2 separate regions of the Capra hircus genome follow, and region 2 is linked to region 1. The links are chromatin contacts, called in public Hi-C maps. All regions are on one chromosome and are shown on one strand. The core of a region is the stretch at or near the end of the contact, and the rest is flanking DNA. Distances in the headings are between cores, read along the strand shown. Region 1 overlaps LOC108637364 (a long non-coding RNA gene). Region 2 overlaps MPP7 (MAGUK p55 subfamily member 7).

Region 1 (5,509 bases), core at 1,627-4,126:
GGTCTCAGGGTCCCACGCTCCCCACTGGTCATCCCTCCACAATCGTCACTCCTCTGCCACCTCCCTACTGTGCTGGTTCACAGGGTGGATGGCGGTGACCTCTTTCTCAAGGACTGGAAATACTTTCTTCCCTGGAGATATTCCACATGTCCGTCTCAAGCCCTGCCCTGAGCCCCCGGGGGGTCATCTTGCAGGCACCACGTAGGGGTCCTCTGGCTTCCAGCTGGATTTGGCCAGCGAGGACCACACAGGAAAGGAGAGGGCTCCAGGGCAGACCCATCACCCTGCCCACCTCTTTCCACGTGGCCCATCTGGTTTGTGTTCCCTCCTGATGCCCCTGAGGCTGAAGGACATTCATGTCCCCCTGCTGGTTCATGTCTCAGGACCCCCTGTTCCTCCCCTTGTCTCTTTATTAAATGCTCCTACAATCATTCCAGGTGGAAGGTGCTGCCTCTTTCCTGATAGATACATCATTCTCCTTGAGGGTCCCTCTTGCCTTCCCATGCCAGGATGTAATGACTGACCTCTGACCTTTGAGAAAGTGACCAACGTCTCGCCCCACCCCTTCCTCCTTTCGCCAGGACAGTCCTTCCCGACAGGACCACACCCTGCTCTCCCAGGGCTCGGAGACCCTGAAGTCACCCCCTGAGCAGCAGTGCCACAGAGAAACTAAATAGCCCGACCAGCAACCACGGCCTAACGTGCGGGATGTGATTCATTTCTAGTAATGATTCTCCAACTATAGTGTAACCGAAATCAGTGGGGGTCAGGGACCGTGGGGGTGCTCCTGTCAGAGATAAAGACTCTGGGGCCCCCCCATCAAACTTCTGAACAGGAATTCCCGAGGCATCTTCATAAGCAGAATGATAGCTTCCCAAAGATGTCCACATCCGAATACCCCAAAACTTGTGAATATGTTTCCTTACATGGCAAGGGGACTTTGCAGACGTCACTAGAGTAAGGATCTTGAGATGAGACAACTATCCTCCATTGTCCAGGGAGCCCAACAAACTTTCAAGGGTCTTTATAAGTGAAAGGAGGAGGCAGAGGCAATGTGACAACAGAAGCAGAGGATGGAACCAAGGGACGCTGTGCACTTCAGAAGGTGGAAAAGGCCAGGAAGTAGCTTCTCCCCTAGACTGTCCAGAGGTCACACACCTTCCTGACCCATCCTGGACTCCCGATCTTCAGACCCAAAAGACGACACATTTGTGTTGCTTAAAGTCTGGAGGTTTGCAGTCATGTGTTACAGCAGCAACTGGAAACTCGTACAGACAATTCTCAACTTATGATGGTGTACAAGGGATACACCTCATCTAGAAACTGTACTACTTCTAATCGTGAATTTGTTCTCCTCCCGAGTTAGCGATATGCAGTGTGATACACCCTGGAGGGCTGGGCAGCAACAGAGAGAGAGCTCCCGGTCAGCCACGTGATTAGAGGAGGAAGCAACCCCTGCACTTAGAGCCAGTCTGCTTTCCACTCTCAGCACAACACTCAGTAAATTACATGAGCTATTTGACACTTTATTATAAAACGGGCTTTGGCGTAGATGATTTTGCCCAATTATAGGCTCATATAAACATTCTCAGCACATTAAGCATAGGCTAGGCTAATCCACGATATAGGTTAGGTGCTTAAACGCATTCTCGACTTAACGATACTCTCAAATTACAATGGGTTTGTTGGGATGCCATCCCATCATGGGCATGCTGAGTGGCTGCAGTCGTGTCTGACTCTGTGTGACCCCATGGACTGTAGCCCACCAGGCTCCTCTGTCCCTGGGATTCTCCAGGCAAGAGTGGGTTGCCATGCCCTCCTCCAGGGGATCTTCCCAACTCAGGGGTTGAATCTGCATCTCTTAAGTCTCCTGCGTTGGCAGGTGGGTTCCTACCACTAGGGCCACGTGGGACTCCTCAATCACCCAGTCATAAGTCAAGGAAAACCTGGACAAGGGTTAGCCCAGGAATCTGCATTAGTAACACATTCTGAGTGATTCTTTCATAGATGTTCTTTCAAGAACTCAGCCTTATAGCAAAAGCCTAGATGCAGGCTCTGGGAACAGGAGAGATGAGAATAAGTTTATCCAGCTTTTCCTTTTCAAAAGGAGAACACCCCCACCTACCCCCTGCCCCTTTTCAAAATTTAAAATAATACTCTGGTCTTTTATTTTTAAAATATAGGTCATCGACTTCCCATGTGTACGAGTAACTGATCATGACTTAGTCATGAAAGAAGCACAATTACAGCAGTGAAAGTGAGGCACTTACAGTTGGCTGTCCCGAGGTGCCCCCACTTCTGAGGTATGTGATCCTGTACAGGTTTCTTCACCTCCAGGAGCCTCCGTTGTAAACTCTAGGATAGTAACACCCCAAACATGTATACCTCAAAGGGCTTGGCATAAGCAGCAGCTAGTAACAGATGCCCAGGAAAGCAAAGTCCTGGTTTCCATGTTTCTCCATCCTCTTTCCCAAATTTAATGACAAAACACTGGTAAGACCCCATGTGTGTCAGTTGACACGGCGAAGCTCATGTTCCTTCTTTGTTTCCACAAAGAGACCCCAGCCCACAGGTGCTGGCCACTGCCCCCCATGCCCCCACCCCTGCGCTGCCCAAAGTGAGGCTGGGCCACCTGGCCACACTCACAATTCAGGTATTCAAACCCAGTTTTTTATACTTAACCCAGATCCCATCTTGAGGGTATACGATATTTGCAGCTGGAGATTAGACAAGATTTCCCTGGAGAATATAATATGATTGATGTGCTGGAACATTTCTCTGCCAAAGGAAAGCGTGGTAATCACTTTGACTCAGAGGTGTCTGCTGTGCGCTTGAAAAAAATAACTTGCAGTGAGCTGCGTTTTAGGAAAGTGTCCGAGCGCCCTCTGGTGGCCGATCGAAGGGGTGCGGTGTGTGTCCGATGGGCCAGGTGTGGCTGGAAGGTGTTGGACATCTCAGGAGATCTCGCCAAAAGTGGAGAGGGTGCAGCTGTTCTCCCGGAATCAGAAACTCGGGAGTGAGTTCTGCTTGAATCTAAATGAACAGCTGATGATATGTACAGTGACATGGGGAGGGCACCAAAGAACCCCCATTCCTTCCTTTTCTTAGTTTCGCAAATGGACTGTTCAACAACCCGTTCTATCATTATTCCAGGGTTTGAGGACAAGCTCACTGGCTTTAAATTTCTGTAATCTTTCTCCTCTTTTAAAAAAAATAGAGTATTTGCCTCCATCAGCTGCTTTTCAATAAATAACCCCGCAGAAGGGACACCAGCGGGTGGTATCAGGGAGGGGAAAGGAGACTACAATTATTTTCATTTCACATCCCCTGAGTCCTGCCTCTTCCTTATAATGATTTTTTAAAACATACTCAGTGTCAAAAAAAAAAAAAAAAACATACTCAGTGTCAAGGGAAAATTATATAAGATCATTATGATTTTTCAGAAAAAAAAATCATATTCTGGGAAATGCAAACATTTCTATAAGAATATAAAGCTATTTAGTACCCTTTGAACCATGTAGAAACCATCTGCTCACAGTTTTGTGCATGCATTCTTGGATCCTCTTCCCTGCTTAGTGGGAAACAGCTCAAGTGTTTCTTTCTAATTATAACAATAATAGATGCTCACTGTTAAAAAAAAAAATCACCAAGTACAGAGAAGTTTAACCAAAAAGTGAAAATAGCCTCTAGTCCTAACAATCAGGGTTAATTACCAGTAACGTTTGGGGGTGTTTGTTGGAAAGTTTGTTTTTTCATACTTCCAGATTCATAATTCTCATCTGGGAAAACACCGCTTAGGGAGAAAGCCCGCTAGTCTCCGTGCAGGAAAGCAGTGCCTGAACCGTCCTGGAGGGGGCCCCCTCGGCAGCCTCTGGCTGAACGCGTTCTGAGACTGGAGGTCCATTATCTGTGGCTCCTCTCCCACTGGCAGGGAGACTTTGGACTCAGTCTTTTTGTTCAAATATAGCTCCGAGGTCACCACTTGACCCCGGTGAGCTATTTAACTTCTGCATCGATCAGTTTCCTCATCTGTAAAATGGAGGTAATAACAGACACCTTATCAGTTTGGGGAGCATTTCATAAGACAATAAATAATTAGCACTGCGTCCAACACACAATAAGCTCCCAATAAATGCTGGCTTTTTATCACACCTCTCTTTCACCGACTGTGGGAGCAGGTGCTGTTTGTCTGCCTCCTGGATTTCTACGAGAGAAATTCAATCCCTCTCCCATGTGAGACCTCAGGCATTTGAAGGTTTCCCTCCCGCTGTCTCCGTGGGATGCCCATGAATGAGTCAGTGCTGTGAAAGGCTGCCCACTGGAGGGGGACGCAGGACCCCAGACAGGGGGTTGCGTGCTGCAGGGCACTGCCATGGCTGGTCACGGGCACCATTTCTCACCGTAGACTCGTCTTGATCTTTTCCTGGACCCTGGTCCCAGCCTTTGCCATTGTTTTTGAAATTATATGCAACGCTATACATCGGTCTCTACTCGTTTTCACTGTTACACTTTGTAATCCACTCTTTTGGAACGTGATTCTGTCAGAGAGCGAAGTGAAAACTCTTTCTCACTCTGCACAGTCTATGCATTGCGACCACACCTTCCTTTTCTTAGTTCCGCAAATCGGCTGTTCAGCAACCTGTTCTATCATTTCTCCAGGGTTTGAGGACAAGCTCACTAGCTTTAAATTCCTAGAATCTTTCTCCTCTTTAAAAACAAAACAGAACTAGAGTATTTGCCTCCATGAGGTAGTGCAGTAAATTCTTTTAGGACTCTGAGGTGTTGTTTATTAAAACTTTCTTCATGGGTGGTTTCCTGACTTGGAAAGTCATCTGCCTGGGCTTCCATTTCCATCAATGAATATACTTACCTTCTTCGAGATAATGACATGAAACGAAACATACTCAGTATATTTCTTCCATAGTTTCCTTGTCCGCTCATATTTATATTTAGGTGGGAGTATGCAGTTTCATGAGGCTTCCCTAGTGGTTCAGCGGTAAAGAATCTGCCTGCAATGCAGGAGATCTGGGTTGAATCCCTGGGTCAGGAAGATCCCCTGGAGGAGGGCATGGCAACCCACTCTCATATCCTTGCCTGGAGAATCCCCTGGACAAAGGAGCCTGGCGAGCTATAGCCCATAGGGTGGCATAGAGTCAGATGCGACTGAGCGACTAAGCAGCAGCAGCAGCGTGCCATTTTCTGCGTCTTACTGTTATGTCATGTTGCTAAAACTGTTTGTTGATTCGCTTAAGAAATGGCTTAAAAACATCACAGGACAATGACAGCAATAATGAGGAATTAATGAGAAGTAGTCAACATAACATTTAATATAAGTATTAAATTGCATCAGATTACCTGCCAGGTTTGTTTCCTCTAGAGCTCTATCTGCTTCTTCCTTTTGCTATTTCTAGCAATAGGAATTTAAAAATATAACTTTTTGTCTTTTGAATAATGAACTTATTTTCAGAATGGATTTAGCAGTCTCAGTTTGGTCTTTAGTGGTTTTATC
Region 2 (5,860 bases), core at 2,168-4,667, 100 kb before region 1:
TTTACAAAACAGCAACAGACTCACAGACTTAGAGCAAAAACTTACGGCTGCCATTGGGGAAGAACGGTGAGAAGGGATAGGTAGCGAGTTTGAGAGGGACATGTATACTCTGCGATACTTAAAATGGATAACCAACAAGGACCTACTGTGCATCACAGGGAACTCTGCTCAATGTTATGTGGCGGCCTGGATGGGAGGGGAGTTTGGGGGAGAATGGATGCATGTGTACGTATAGCTGAGTCCCTTTTCTGTTCACCTGAAACTATCACAAAATTGTTAATTGGCTATGCTCCAATATAAAACAAAAAGTTTAAACAATAAATTTTTAAAAATGCTCCTCACAGTCAAAAAAAATATGGGTTTAATCAACTATCCATCATCACACTGCCTAATAATGACCAGTAACAAAAATCACCATACAAGGGACAAGAAAGTCTAAAGTGCACGTTTATTCGTTTTCTTAATCAAACCTGCACATGACCATTCAGCAATTCCTTTCAAATTCAGCAGAGGGTGCCATAATTTCACTTTTTAAAAGGAGAATTTAAGTCATATTAACAAAAGCAGCTTTCACAACTTCAGCTCTGTAGCAAACCCTAAAAATTATATTTCTGATAAATTAGAAATTTGAAAATGAAAATAAACATCCAATATTTCTGTAATGTGAACGAATGTCTTTTTTCCCCTATTTAAGAAAGAAACCACATGATGATACACCAAAATTCTAAATGTGTCTACACCCTCTGAACCAACAACTTGACTTATTTGTCAGAATTTATCTAAGAAAATAAACAAGTAGGCAACAATGGATCAATCAATTTACACTGAAGTACACAGGGGGAAAGGTCCACGTTTTCAAGGACAGTATTGTCACCGCAGTTACGGCTCCACTCGCAGCATCACCGTGGACCAGACGCTTAACACACAGTGTCCTGACTCCAGTGTATTTGCACCAACACATGGGGCCCCTGCTCCCTTCTACCTCTTCATTCAAACCTTGGCAGTTTCTTTTGCTTTGGGTCTTCTGGTCTATAGATTCCTAAACCAGTTAGTTCCTAATCCATTCTCAGTTCTGGTTTTGCAATTCCAGAATTTTTCCAACGTTACACAAAGCAAACCAAGCAATCGTGTCCACTCAACTGAGACATCACTTCCCAGTTGCTAAAGAGAGAGACCTGCGCTATGTCCAATCCTATGTCTGGGCTGTCTTCAACTGCACTGTGATCTCTTTGGATGAAGAAACTGTGACAATGTCTCCGAAAGATTCTTTTTACTCTGCCCTCAACCGCTTGAGAGGGACTTCCCTGTGACTCGGACGGTAAAGCATCTGCCTACAATGCAGGAGACCCAGGTTCGATCCCTGGATTGGGAAGATTCTCTGCAGAAGGAAATGGCAACCCACTCTAGCACTCTTGCCTGGAAAATCCCATGGACGGAGGAGCCTGTTGGGCTACAGTCCATGGGGTCGCAAAGAGTTGTACACGACTGAGCAACTTCACTTCACTTCACTTCAACCACTTGAGAACATTTCTAAAACCATTAATTTCACAAAGGAGCCAAGATTTCTAACAGAAAAGTCAGAGGTATACAGATTCTAAAAATCTTGCTAAACTTGTCTGGCAGTTCAAGGGCTGTCTTTCTTGCTTGTCTTGTGGTTCAAGGGTTGTGTTTCTTCGCCCTAACCTCTAAGGATTAAATTGCTATAGACAGGAAAGAGGGGAATAAACAGGCCCAATAAAATAAAAAGTGACCATCTGGAAAGGAGGAGAAGGGGACGACAGAGGATGAGATGGTTGGATGGCATCACCAACTCAATGGACAAGAGTTTGAGCAAGCTCTGGGCATTGGTGATGGACAGGGAAGCCTGGCGTACTGCAGTCCATAGGGTCACAAAGAGTCAGACACAACTGAGCAACTGAACTGCTCTGGAAAGCAATGACATTATTGTAACAGATGTCTCAGGGAGGGAGGGATTACCTAAAAGCATTGGGCATATGTCCTTAAATACTAATTTTGCAAAGCTATTCCCAGGTGGCGCTAGTGGTAAAGAACCTGACTGCCAACGCAGGAGATGGAAGAGATGTGGGTTCAGTCCCTGGGTCAGGAAGATCCCCTGGAGGAGGGCAGGGCAACCCACTCCAGTATCCTTATCTGGAGAACCCCATGGACAAAGGAGCCTGGCAGGCTACAGTCCATAGGGTGGCGCCGACTCAAAGTCACTTAGCACTCATGCACAGCAACACAACTAACAAATACATCAGTGCTGAACTATCCTGAGTGAATGTCTGATCTTATCCTTTTAAATACTAAGGATTCCTAGATTATAGCTGAACTAGCAAATAAAAAATGAGACTAGAGATAATTATTTAAAACCTATTCAATGGAATTATCCTGGGTGGAGATAATGTGTATTATGCAAAGAACCACGAAAAAGATTTATCTCAGAGTGAAATCTAGGGCAGAATGCACCTGACTGAGTCATTCTGCTGCCTCTTCTTTAGCTGGCTCTCCAGCCACACGCACAGGAACGGCCAAGGAAAAGCAAGGTCAAGCTTACTGTCTTACGCATCGACGGTGCGTTTAGGCTGGGGACCCATGTCCCACCCCAGCACACGCAAAGAGCCCAGGGAGACCTCAGGGAGCCAGCCCGTGGTGTGTGTACACAGGGGAGCCTGTACAAAAGTCAGGGGTCCACACTCAAAGCCTCCACAAATCGCTATGTACCGCAGGTTTGAAACCCACTGAATAAGGGTGGGAGACCCAGGGTGGGGTCGGGGGGAGAGGGGAGGATTCCAGCAGGAATCTGCAGCCAAACAACAAACATGAACTTGTTGCAACATGGAAACTGGAGAATCTTGAATTTTTAGCACTCGCCCCTTTTATCTGCAAATTATGGGGCTCATTCAAACTCAGTGCAAAGAGTTTTGGGGGAAAAAAATGTGTAGGAAAGAGGTAGGAACTCATTTTTTCTTAATTCTGCAAGTATATCGTTGAAATGCTTGTTCCTGGTGGATTTTAACCAGCTAACAAAATTCTGATCCCAGAGCATCCCAACCCAGGGAGAGAATACCAGCATGCTGTCATATCTGTGGGTTAAACAACCAGAAACATTTCTGGGCATAAAACTAAGATGTATCCCAGAAAGTCTGTAGAGAAGCACTGGAAGGAGGAGAGGAGAGGGAATAGACAGTAAACAGGACACTCCTGCCCAGGAATGTCACTTCTTTCAGGATGAGTGAAATGTCACTCTGTACAAATTTGGCACTGATAGAAGACCCCAGCCATCAGAATTGAGCCTGACCGAGGTCCATGGGAATGAGGACTGGGAACAGTGTGGGGAAGAGGGAGCGAATGAATGACAACATCTGGACAGGGGACAAGAGGGCAGGGGTGGCTCCGGGGCAGGAGGCGGCAGCGAGGGCCCGGGGGGCGGTGGGCAGCTGAAGATGAACCGAGAAGAGACACAGACAATCCAAGGACACCCGCAACTTCTACAGACCTCTGCAGATGCTGCAGCCAAACCACAGGACTGTGGTCCTCCAGACAATTTCTACAACTAACATGCCCACAGCATCCTGAGTTCTAAGTTACCTTTTAAAGAACAGCCTACTAATTCTTAGGATTCTAAGAACTTATTCAACCAGTCCATCCTAAAGGCAATCAGTCCTGAATATTCATTGGAAGGACTGATGCTGAAGCTGAAACTCCAATACCTTGGCCACCTGACATGAAGAACTGACTCACTGGAAAAGACCCTGATGCTGGGAAAGATTGAAGGCAGGAGGAGAAGGGGATGACAGAGGATGAGATGGTTGGATGGCATCACTGACTCAATGGACATGTGTTTGAGTAAACTCAGGGAGTTGGTGATGGACAAGGAGGCCTGCCTCCAATATTCATGCCTGGAAAATCCCATGGACCGAGGAGCCTGGTGGGCTACAGTCCATGGGGTCGCAAACAGTCGGACACAACTGAGTGACTGAACTGAACTGAAGTACTTATTCAATTCTTATATAATCAAAAACAGAAGGTTTAACACTACGGCCATCTTTCGAAACTTCACAATTCCCTCATCAGTTTCAAGGCCTATTTAATCAATCATTTTATTTAATACATTTATGTTTAAGTATCTGATTTTCCTCTCCAAGAAATCAAAGATTTCTTAAAAATATAAATTCTATTCCACAATGCCTGGCACAGAGAAGCTCATTAAATGTATGCTGATGGCTAAGACTCCATGCTTCCAATGTAGGGGACCCAGGTTTGATCCCTGGTCAGGAAACTAGATCCCTCATGGCACAACAAAGGTCAAAGATCCTGATTGCTGTAACTAAGACCTGGTACAGCCAAATAAATAAATACTTTTTTAATATATGCTGAGTGAATAAATGAGCAAGTACACACATGCCCGAAGGTTACCGGGCGACCACACCTGGTTAAGGTGAGGACTGGAGGTTTTCCGAGGCATGTCAGCCTGACCAACTGCAAGGATACAGATTGTTCTCAAGAAACTGTATACATTTCAAAATGCTCCACAATCCCATAGAAGGTTCTAGGCTCCACAGATGGACTATAGCCCAAAAATACCCACAGTAGATTAAGAACTAAGTGACTCCCCTAGAAGTCACCTCCATAATGTTAAAAAAAAGTGAAGTCAGTGAAGTCACTCAGTTGTGTCCGACTCTTTGCGAGCCCATGGACTGTGTAGCCCACCAGCCTCCTCAGTCCATGGGATTTTCCAGGCACGAATACTGGAGTGTGTTGCCATTTCCTTCTCCAGGGGATCTTCCCGACCCAGGGATCGAACCCCGGTCTCCTGCATTGTAGGCAGACGCTTTACCATCTGAGCCACCAGGGATGAAAAAGCAACAAATTCAGTTCAATGTTTCATGTCATGGCACAGGTTAGAAATATTGTTCTGGGGCCCGGATGTCTGCTTTTAGGGAAACAGATCAACTATGCTCTCCTTATATCCTATAATTATGATCAGGAAACTGAAATCCAAAGTATTAGGGAAGATATTACATAAAGAATTCATACAAAACACCCAAAGAAAATCTGCTCAGATTTTTTAATAAGCTTGTTTCTGTAAACAAACTTTCTTATACTGGGTTCTGAGCTCGTTGATGAAGCACAGATAAGCTCTTCATATTTCAGATACAGCCTCAACAACAATAAACTTTGCTCACACAAGGTAATACATTTAAAATCAAATCCACAAAGTGAGAACCATCTACACACAGAAAAACTAATTCTTCTTATACTCCAACTCTTGACAAAACCTTTCTTTGGGTCTACTGACGCTGAAGTATGAAACAGTGAAATTGGCATACTGATTCCATTTCTTTGCATAAAGACAAGAAAAGGGGATGGGGAAAGATTGAGGGCCAGAAGTAAACTTTAAGACAGCTAGGATGTTGTTAGATTCACTATTTTTAACAATATCACTTAATAAAGAATTCAGATTTATAGCAAACTTTTATATAAAAGCTTCTCTGTGGTTAAAAATAATAATAACTTGAAACAAAGTTTTTTTCAAAACAACTTTATGCTTTTGATCAATGCCACTATACTATCAGTGAACAAACTTGTGAATGTTTCTACAGCATCTTATATGCTTTGACTTGTTCACTGATCATTAAGAATATTTCAAGTCCCACAGTGTGCTGGTAGTATGTACAAATAATGTTCTTCCAACTGTGTGTCTCCAAGAGTTCTATGGAGTTCTATTAGCAAATCTTCATTCATAACTTGTGTTGATTTATCTTGAAATTTCTTGTGATTTCATACTCTTCTACATAAATGTTGTTTCCATAAGTCTACTAAAAATATTACCCAGAAGTAAAATGTTTTTTAAATT

Evidence for each region. A called contact is a pair of places that touch in the nucleus more often than the background predicts.
Region 2: a Hi-C map of blood shows a contact between it and region 1, with 6 times the contacts expected there. The contact joins two enhancer-like sites. A contact is called at or near these places in 3 of 5 Hi-C or Micro-C datasets (blood and liver).

The regions. Positions count from the first base shown.
Region 1 is chr13:35,618,473-35,623,981 of ARS1.2, reverse strand. LOC108637364 (a long non-coding RNA gene) reads left to right here. Exons shown (of 3, transcript XR_001918970.1): 2 at 2,184-2,303. Among named protein-coding and RNA genes, the nearest start is that of MPP7, 60 kb to the left of the region's middle. Within about 2 kb of position 2,876, at least 1 of the 5 cell types and tissues checked has an H3K27ac peak or open chromatin away from gene starts, as enhancers often do.
Region 2 is chr13:35,719,913-35,725,772 of ARS1.2, reverse strand. All of the region lies in intron 1 of MPP7 (MAGUK p55 subfamily member 7), which reads right to left. Among named protein-coding and RNA genes, the nearest start is that of MPP7, 41 kb to the right of the region's middle. Within about 2 kb of position 3,417, at least 1 of the 5 cell types and tissues checked has an H3K27ac peak or open chromatin away from gene starts, as enhancers often do.